Linked DNA regions of Sus scrofa: all the other regions are linked to region 2. A link is a contact called in public HiChIP or PLAC-seq and promoter capture Hi-C data. All regions are on one chromosome and are shown on one strand. The core of a region is the stretch at or near the end of the contact, and the rest is flanking DNA. Distances in the headings are between cores, read along the strand shown. Region 1 holds the start of MFHAS1 (malignant fibrous histiocytoma-amplified sequence 1). Region 2 holds the start of PPP1R3B (protein phosphatase 1 regulatory subunit 3B). Region 3 has its middle 150 kb from the start of PPP1R3B.

Region 1 (3,225 bases), core at 437-2,936, 200 kb after region 2:
TTTACCTGGCTGTTTGATTGAGAGGTCACTTCTCTTGGGACTGTTGCCTCCTCTATGAAAGAAAGGCTCAGTCTAGATGATTCAGAATTTTCCTTGAAGTGGGGCACCTGGGGAACTCTTGAGCGTTCTGATCTTCCAGGAAGACCTTCAGGGTGAACATGGCTCACTTGTATCTGTTAAAGTACTTGAAGCTCTGGGTTCCACCTGGCTCCAGGAGCATCCTCCAGTACCACGATGTACCTACCAGACCAGGCTTGATAACCATCACTGGGGCAGCTTTCCAGCCTGAGGTGTTCAATGGCTCTCTTTGTTTTTTTTTAATTAATTAATTAATTAATTAATTTTTGTATTTTTGCCTTTTTTAGAGCCACTCCCGAGGCATATGGAGGTTTCCAGGCTAGGGGTCTAATCAGAGCTGTAGCCAGCGGCCTATGCCAGAGCCACAGCAACACGGGATCCGAGCCACGTCTGCAACCTACACCACAGCTCAGGGCAATGCTGGATCCTTAACCCACTGAGCAAGATCAGGGATCCAACCGCAAATTCATGGTTCCTAGTCAGATTCCTTAACCACTGCGCCACGACAGGAACTTCTCAATGGCTCCCTTTAAAGAGACAAATTATTACTATTCAAATACCTGCACTTAATTTGGGTCCCCAAATGACAGCAACAATCCCTTGTAGGGGAGAGCCAACCAGGTGTTAACTGGTGCATTTAACCAATTACATTTAGCTTTGTGTCTCTGAGAGCTATTTGCTTCATTATTAATCAAGCTGGAGGCAATGACGGAGGTGCTACCCTGAGGCTGAATAGAGTTCAAGGTTTGGGCAAATTCTGAAGAAATTATTTACTTAGTGTAGATGTGACCGCAAAGAAATTCCAATAAATAAATAAATAAGTAAACAAGCAAGCAAGCAAGACTTGGAGTTGAGCATTGGGCTGTAAATTTTTCTTGACATAACTGCCATTTTCTTGAACCTACAGCATAATAAGGACTGTACAGTTGGGGATATGGTATTTGTTTCCTGAGGCTGTTGGGAGGATGTGTGGGACATCCCGGATAAAACACTGCGTGGCCCCCCTTTCTCCACTCCGCAGTAAGGCCGGCGAGGAGCCTGCTCAGAGCCTTCCTCAGGGGAGCAGAGAATGTCTGTCTCTGGTCGGTCTGCCATAAAATAAGGTCTCGATAAATATTTACCAAGTGAATGAATGGTTGCCTGCTTTTCTCGTTCTTTTGTTTAATCACACTCTCCTTTTAGGTTCCTACAATGAAACCCAGGCCCCTGCATGCTGCCGGTTCCACTAAGGTGTGGACATAGGGTGAGTGGAAGGGGGAAGAAGGGTAAGGAATGAGTCAGGGAGGCCTGGGATCCAACACGTGAGGGGAGAAGAGAAAGAAATTCTTAGAGGCGCAGGGCCAACAAAGAGCCAGACGCAGGCAGACTTAAGCAGGAGCGCCCCGGGGCCGTGATCTGCAGCCGGGACGGGCCACCAGCGCGCCTCCGGCTCAGCGGTGTCCAAGCCGCCGCCCGTGGAGGGCGAGGCGCCCCCAGCCCGGCTCAAGGCGCTGGTCCGCGGCCCCCGCCCCGGGGCGGTGCCGGGAACACGCGGCGTCTCCGCGGGTCACGTGGGGGCCGCTCCGCCGGGCGGCGCTGCCGCTTCCCGATCTCGCCCTCCCAGTGGCGGGGACGCGGCGCTCGCGCTCCCGCCGGAGCCCGGGGAAGCGGAGACTACGAGGCGGCCCGGCCCTGCGCCCACATCATGCCCGCAGCGGAGCGGGCCGCCGCCGTCCTCGTGGAGCTCGCGGAGGCGACGATGCTGCGGGCCGCGGGGCCGCGGCAGCGAGGGTAGCGGGGCTAGAATCGGCCCCGAGGCCCCGGAGGCGGGTGGAGCAGGAGGGGGAGCGGCAGGCATCCTCCGCGGCGCGGCGGGCGGGCGGCGGCCCTGCTGCCCCGGCGCGCCCCTGGCCCGAGAGCCCGGAGAATGCGAGCTGCGCTCCCCGCCGGCCGGCCGCCTCCCCCAGCGCCGCACGCCCGGCGCTCCCCGGAGCTTCTCGCGTCGCCGCTGCCCCCCAGCTGCGGGCGCCTGGCCGCTGGCTGCGCTAGGACCCGCCGCCGCTGGTCGCGGAGGGCTGGTGGGAAGGGAGGAGCGGGAGCTAGAGGGCCCCAGAGACTGGCGCCTGCCTGGGCGCAGCGCGGCATGTAGCTGCGGGCGCCCGCGCCAAGGTGTCAGCCCGGGACCCCACCATGGCTGGGACGGACAGTGGGAACCTGAAAACGGTGAGGCTGTGGCGGGACGCCGCCCTGCGTGCCAGAAAGCTGAGGAGCAACCTGCGCCAGCTCACCCTCAGCGCGGCCGGGGGCAGCCCAGGTGCCGACCAGATCGACTCCCCCGACGCCCCCCAGCTGGTGCTGCCGGCCAACATCGGGGACATTGAGGTGCTGAACCTGGGGAACAACGGCCTGGAGGAGGTGCCCGACGGGCTGGGCTCTGCGCTGGGCAGCTTGCGCGTCCTGGTTCTGCGCCGAAACCGCTTCGCCCGGCTGCCCCCCGCGGTGGCGGAGCTGGGCCACCACCTAACCGAGCTGGACGTGAGCCACAACCGGCTGAGCGTCCTGGGCGCCGAGGTGGTGAGCGCCCTGCGTGAGCTGCGGAAGCTCAACCTCAGCCACAACCAGCTGCCCGCCATGCCTGCCCAGCTGGGCGCGCTGGTCCACCTGGAGGAGCTGGACGTCAGTTTTAACCGGTTGACACACCTGCCCGACTCCTTCTCCTGCCTCTCCCACCTGCGCACCCTCGACGTGGACCACAACCAGCTCACGGCTTTTCCCCGGCAGCTGTTGCAGCTGGCGGCCTTGGAGGAGCTGGATGTGTCCAGCAACCGGCTGCGTGGCCTACCTGAAGATATCAGTGCCCTGCGTGCCCTAAAGATCCTGTGGCTGAGCGGGGCTGAGCTTGGCACCCTGCCCAGCGGTTTCTGCGAGCTGGCCAGCCTGGAGAGCCTCATGCTGGACAACAACGGGCTGCAGGCTCTGCCTGCCCAGTTCAGCCGCCTGCAGCGGCTCAAAATGCTCAATCTCTCCTCCAACCTCTTTGAGGAGTTCCCTGCCGCACTGCTGCCCCTGGCTGGTCTGGAGGAGCTCTACCTTAGTCGCAACCAGCTCACTTCAGTGCCATCCCTGATCTCTGGCCTGAGCCGTCTTCTCACCCTGTGGCTGGATAAT
Region 2 (2,984 bases), core at 115-2,614:
AGCTAATTTCACAGGTGGCCCCTTAGATTTGGCCATTGAAAGAAGGAAGAGGACTAATGATCAACCTTCAGATAGGAAGACTAAGTATATGGGGAAGCTCTGTATAGAGCTGAAGGCTTTGACTGGATCATCATAACCGATTAGCATTTTTGTCTTACATTCCTAGTGCAATTAGAAGCTGTTTTTACATTTCTTACAGCAGAAATTCCCATATGCTGTAGTCAACATAATGAATTTTCATAAAGTTAAAAATATGCAATGTAAAGGGCTAGGTTCTACTCCAGGATTATGACCTTCCTGCATTTTGTTGTTATTGCTGTTAAAGAGTACTTTTTAAAAAATAAAAGACGGTGACAGAGAACGGTAGTATTTATTTGCTCTAATGTCTTGTCTTGGCACTTTAAAATGCTGGACCAAAATTCATTAAAACTAGAAAATTGGGATCCTCATCCCTAGAGTGGATCAGCTCAGAGCCGATTACTAAGGAGATGGCATAAATGACTAAATATATGCATATTTAACTTGATCTAATGTGGGAGGAGGGGCTTCTGGTCTCTTCCAAGCTCCTCATTCTCTACAGACCTCAAAGAGTAGCACAGATATCATGGAAGCCCTGTAGGCTCAATCTATTCACTTCACACAGATTCAGGTCAGGTAATTTCCTCGAATATACCTACTTAAGAAACCCTCAACTATATATGCGCTATTCTGTGAGTTCGGTTTTGGTCCTTTATCCCAACTTTATAAAAATGATTTTACTTTTTATACCATGTATTCCTTTCACAGTAACACAGTAACACCTGCCACAAAGCAAGCGTTCTTGTCTTAACCCTGATACTTAACTGAGGATACTGATCCCGAAAAACTCCACTAAAACAGAGGGAAACATTTGCCATTCTCCTGGGGCTCCTTTGGGCTCAGCATGCCATGGGGCAAGTAACGGTCATCTGTGAACCCCGTGGCTGAAGTGTAAGACGAAGGCTGTGCCGGCGGTACGGCTGAAAGCAACTGCAGCCCCATCTCTCATGTAGGGTGACTTTGCCACGCTAGGACTTTGCCTTGGGAGAGGGAACTCTGCCAGCCACCGGCGTTCAGCCCTCTTGCTGTAACAGGATGCAGTTCTGTTGGAAAGTGCCTCTGCCCCCTGGCGCCCGTCCCCAGGCTTCTGATGAAACAGTGACCCACCGCCCCCTAACCAGCCCCTGGACGGCAGCCCTATCACTCCGGGCTCGCAGCCGATCACGTGGCGCGGCGGTGCTCCAGGGGACCTCGGCTCCACTGCCATTGGTCGAAGGCGCGCGTTCCGGGCTCGCCCATTGGCTGCGGGGGGCTTTCACGTGAAAGGGGGTCGGGGATGGCATCCCCAGTGGGGAGAGGTGCCCGGAAAGTTAAAGGGAGCCGCACGGCGGCGGGTATCCCGAGTCCCGGGTGAGGGCTGAAAGGAGGAGGCGGGCGGGCTGCTCTCGCGCACAAACGGATGCGACTGTCAGCGGAGGGCGCCGACCTGTGCACGGGCCGTCGCTCCTGCCGTCGCTACCGTTGCCCCTGCCACCCCAGCGCGGATGGTACCGCGGGCTGGCGCCTACGCACCTCCGGGCTTACGAGCTGTACCAGGTACGTCCTCTCCATGCCCGCGAGGAATGGTGTTGAGAGTCGCGCAGAGTGGACTCTCACCGGTGTCTACACTTTCTCCGCCCACCTTGCAATCACATTCTGGGGGGTAGGACACTCTAGACTGCCTGGAGGAACCTGTTGCTTCCACGTGGAGAGGGCAACCCAGGGACCAGAGGTGGGATGGACCCTGGCTGAAACCACATGTTGCACGGAGGTGGAGTTCCAGCCGCGACGGTGGCCGCGGGGCTGGGGCTGGGACTCCAGATACTCCCTCTTATGCCGAATTCGAACCTGACACAAGGCTTTTCCATTTGGGACCCAACACTTCTAGAGAGTGTCCCCGGAGTTGAGCGATGGGAATGTGAGCGCTAAGGTAAGTCGCTTCGTCTCTCTCTGGGCCTCGATTTCCCGGTAAAACGTAGGGAAGCACAGTTGGTGATCTCTCTGGCCTCCAAGGACGGTGGGACACGGATCGCAGAAGTGACCACGGCCTCCAGGAGACCAGCCGCCTCCAGTTCCTTGTCCCCAGACGGGCTGTCCCGGGCTGGCAGGGACGAGGTGGCCACGTGGGGACGCTCTTACGGCGTCGCTCCACCCGCCCAGGGGTGGCCCTGCCGTCCAGCCGCCCCGCCCGGTGTTTGATAACTCAGGCTCCTCCCCCTCGTCGTCTTCCTCCCCCTGCCGGTCACAGCTCCGGGAACCCTGCCCAAGCCCTGCCTCCAGGACACACTGAGCCTCACGTAGTCTGGTGGCGGCAGCTTATCCTGCCACCTCCCTCCGGGCTCTCCGATGCAGCGAGCCAGCTGGAGAGGGGGCTTCCCCGCGGCCCAAAAGGTGGGTACCGGACAGGCGAAGGATCTGGAGAGGGGTTGGGGGGAGGACGCAGTCCCCACCTGGCTGCACCCAGAGGGGAGTGACCTCTGGGACATTTGAAGTCTGGACGCTTTGGCCTGCCCAGGTTCCCGGTTCTTGGCACCCTTTTGAATCCAGAGAAAGAAGTTTATAACTCGCTGTAAAAGAGGGGGTGGAGAGCCCAGAACATACTAGAAGATTTGGGCTCTGTCCTGTATTGTTTCTTGCAGAAGAGGAGAAAATTGAGGACAGACTTGACTTGAGGACTTGGAGAGTTGCTAAAAGATGTTGGAGCCAGTGGTTTCTGCGGCCAGGCCTCCTTGGGAAACCCAGGGTCCAGGAGAAGAGAGTGTTAGGGCGTCAGCCTGGGGTGCAGAGGAAAAAAAGGAAATGGTTCATTTGGCAGGGCTGTCCGGGAGCCAAAACTAAAGTGAAGACAGCTGGAGGACTTACCACAAAAGTAAAGTTGAGGCATTTAGGGAAAAGTTTGCGGGAAGAGAAGAGCCATCAGACAGTAT
Region 3 (3,227 bases), core at 615-3,114, 150 kb before region 2:
AGGCAAGGAGTGAAGATATCCAGCAAATGGCAAGCAGTGGAGGTCGTACCTATTTTCTTTCTGAGATGATCCCCAACAGGGAGTCAGGACTAGTCCTTAAATTATGTTTGTTTACAAAAGTTGCTTTACCTTTTTGAGCTTAAAAGTCCAGCTGTGCACAAAAGAGATCACGGACCATTGCAATTAAAAGGGACTTTGGTGTTTACTTAGTTCTCCCCATTGCATCTCACATGGTGGAAAGGGACAGCGGGAGAAGCGTAATTCGAAATTTCTAACAGCCTTAACAGCATTCTGTAGCTATTTTCCTCTAGAGAACTTAGAAGCAGTTGAAAGTACTTTTAAATGGCTACTGTGGTCTGATTTATTCCTCCAGAAGGAGGACCGCAAATGTGAGGATGGGAACAGAAGTGAGGAAAACACACTGAATCAATGGACACAAAAGAAGAATGATTACGAAAAGCCTGCCTGAGCTTATTCGGATTCATTCCACCCTAAACAAATCCTCAAATAGAGAAAGCACCATCAAATATTGATGAAATAAGGGAAAATGCCAAGTTACCCACTTCTTCTTAAAATGTACTAATGAACAGATCCAGTGATGTTTACACGTCTTAACTGCTAATTCAATAAACATTAATGAGCATCAGCTCTGTCCTAAATCCATGGCGATTAGGGTAAAAGTAAGGATGTACATATGCATGGGGAGAAGAGCAAACATTTATGGAGGGCTACAATGGCACTGGGCTAAGTATTAGCTCATTTAACCTTAGTCATAAGTACAATTGTTTGCCCATTTTATAGGTAAGGAAACTGAAATTTAGAACAGGGAAGTAACTCGCCCGAGATTCCAGAGCTGGCAGGTGACTGCGTTGTGTTCCTGACCCAGGTCAGCCCTAGTTCCTAACTGAGGTGCTTTACTGACTCCCAGAAGACAAGCTCCCCTGAACTTGTAGTTGGATAGGTGGGGCTCACGGGACAGAATCCATAGGATGAGGACCCCAAGTGGGAAAGGATATAGTTAAAGGAGAGTCACAGGGAAGGTCATACTAGGGCAGGAGCTAAAGAACGAGGGAGGAGGCATCCTTTCAGAGAGAGGTGGGAAAGTGGGCTTTAGGGATAAACAGAAGCATCCTACCTGGCACCATGGGAGAACCAGATGGTGCTAGGGTCACTCCAGTCACACCCCAGCCGCTCAGCTTTGGGCCTAAATCAGTTTCAGAAAGAGAGCAGCCTTGGTGCAGTCAGGGGGAAGAGGAAGCTCTGTAGCCCACCTGGAAATTGCTCATGGCCATCACCGCTCAGGCTCTTTGTAGCTTGGTGCCCTTCAGCCTTTTCAGGTGTCTACCCCAGCTAGACACTGCCCTGGGGTAGACTAGCCTGGGGGGTTGTGGAGGGAGAGGTGCAATTAAACAGAGCTGCCCAGAACCAGGCATTACTGAAGACAGTGTCAAGTGAGTGTGCCTTCTCCAGGACGGCCCCCTTCCCATAGCCCATGGCTTTATTCAGCCTCCGCTTGTGGATTAGCAAAGGCTGGGTTCCACAGGTGCTATTGATGCCCACCCAAGGCTCTAACAGAGCTATCTCTCTGTCCATTTCTTTGTACTGTTTAAGAAAAGTCGTCTTGTTTAAAAGATAAATATAAGAAAGTCATGGCTAAGTCATGGACACTAGTTAGCTGAGTCGTCCCAGGGCCCCTGGTAATATTAGCTCAATTCTTAGAGAAAACTTTCTTTTCTCTCTTGAAAACTGGGTTTTCTCTTTTTCTGTTTTCTGCCCTTAATCATCTTTAAGCTCCCTCTTCCTTTCGTCCAATTTTTTTCCATCAACCTCTGGTGGCCCTCTTGTGGTCACAGGCCACCTCCATCTGAATTCCCTTGGATGGCTGGATCAATGCAGAGCCCTGGGCTTGCTGCAGACCCACTGACACAGTCCTGCAGAGCTGGGAGTTGCATTTTAAATAACTCTTCCAGGTCACTTTTTGCTCACTACAGGTTGAGAACCACTGTCCTGGGGACAAGGAACCTGGAAACTTTTAATTCTCTGATCTCATCCTCCATCTCCCAAGGAAACTTCTTTAGTAAAGGGAGATGCTGAGAAGGCACAGGGACAGTCTAGGGCTTAGCCTTTCCTTGTCATCTTGTGTTTACTTGTCTGTCTCCTCTGCTAGACTGTGTGTCTCTAGGATGAGAATCATGTTCTCTTCAGTTCTCCAGAGCTGGGTCTTGGGACGATGGGTGGGTCACCATGGACACTCTGCAGTATTAGTGGAATGAATAAATTGTTGATGTAACAAACCCTCCCTCCCTCTCTTCTACTCTTTCCTCCTCTCCTTTCTCTTGGGCGCCCCATTGGCCTTGGGCATAGAACACCAATGTTTTAAGAGGCAGTTAATGTTTAAAGGGACAAAATCAGGCACAGGCCAGGCAGTGGCTGGTTGCTCAACCGACAAACAAATCCACCTTCTTCTGTTCTTTCCTAAGCCAACAGGAAGCAGCCAGGAGACGGTCACTCACCCAGCTGGGCTCAGATCCACCATCCTCTCCACCCACACAGCAATTGCGCAATGTTGCTGCAACAACCTGAGGCTATAAATAGTCTATTAAGAAGTTACACAGGAGATTGAGCAGGCCTGATGGGTGGCCCCCATTTGCTCCCCTTCAGACAAGTGGAGAAAATTTTTGTAAAGTGCCACTTACAAGAATCCAAGCCTGGGGCAAAATATTCTACCTTTCCCTTGGATTTCCGTCTGCTCCCCCTGGTTCAGACAGCTTTTTAGGGTCTCTGATGCTTTCTGCTTATCATTGGCCCATGTGGAATTTTGTCCTGCTGATGCAATAATAATGAAGGTAATGATAGTAATTTGTTAGTTGGTCTTCCTTCCTCCCCGTACCTGTGTCCCCTTTTTTTTGTCTTATCTCTGATCTCTTCTGCCTGGACAGTGTCATGTTTTCCACACCAATTCATGCCTCCCTCTCTTCAGTCTACAAGGTCAATTCCATGCATTTGCTTTTCTCATGATTTTTCTTCAGAATTTTTCGATGACTTCTCATTGCATGAAACAGTGGCCTACAATGTTTTCAACACATACTACCCTTATTCTTAACATATATATTAATTTATGAATTAAATACATGTGCTACTGCCAGTTCATATAAAATATTAGGAAAGCTTACTTTCACTAATTTTTTACTAGCATAAATATAAATAGGAGTGCTAATATTTTCTCC

What was found. Promoter capture Hi-C pulls out the DNA fragments that hold promoters and counts their contacts. HiChIP or PLAC-seq counts read pairs in DNA pulled down with a chosen protein or histone mark.
Region 1: a contact with region 2 is called in an H3K27ac HiChIP or PLAC-seq map of alveolar macrophages. The contact joins the promoter of MFHAS1 here to the promoter of PPP1R3B in region 2. A contact is called at or near these places in 1 of 5 promoter capture datasets (liver), 2 of 47 Hi-C or Micro-C datasets (fetal heart ventricle and heart right ventricle) and 1 of 2 datasets of contacts at active chromatin or transcription factors (alveolar macrophages).
Region 3: a promoter capture Hi-C map of liver shows a contact between it and region 2, with 13 times the contacts expected there. The contact joins the enhancer-like site here to the promoter of PPP1R3B in region 2. A contact is called at or near these places in 5 of 5 promoter capture datasets (fetal liver, fetal skeletal muscle, liver and 1 more), 22 of 47 Hi-C or Micro-C datasets (alveolar macrophages, brain, embryonic fibroblasts and 9 more) and 1 of 2 datasets of contacts at active chromatin or transcription factors (skeletal muscle).

The regions. Positions count from the first base shown.
Region 1 is chr15:56,198,769-56,201,993 of Sscrofa11.1, forward strand. MFHAS1 (malignant fibrous histiocytoma-amplified sequence 1) reads left to right here and starts at 1,687. Exons shown (of 3, transcript XM_021075967.1): 1 at 1,687-3,225. The coding sequence starts at 2,248.
Region 2 is chr15:56,001,019-56,004,002 of Sscrofa11.1, forward strand. It overlaps PPP1R3B (protein phosphatase 1 regulatory subunit 3B), which reads left to right and starts at 1,365. Exons shown (of 2, transcript XM_005671823.3): 1 at 1,365-1,614. The coding sequence starts at 1,478.
Region 3 is chr15:55,846,852-55,850,078 of Sscrofa11.1, forward strand. No RefSeq gene overlaps it. Among named protein-coding and RNA genes, the nearest start is that of PPP1R3B, 150 kb to the right of the region's middle. Within about 2 kb of position 1,865, at least 15 of the 83 cell types and tissues checked have an H3K27ac peak or open chromatin away from gene starts, as enhancers often do. A contact at or near this core is called in fetal liver, liver and skeletal muscle, where this site is marked.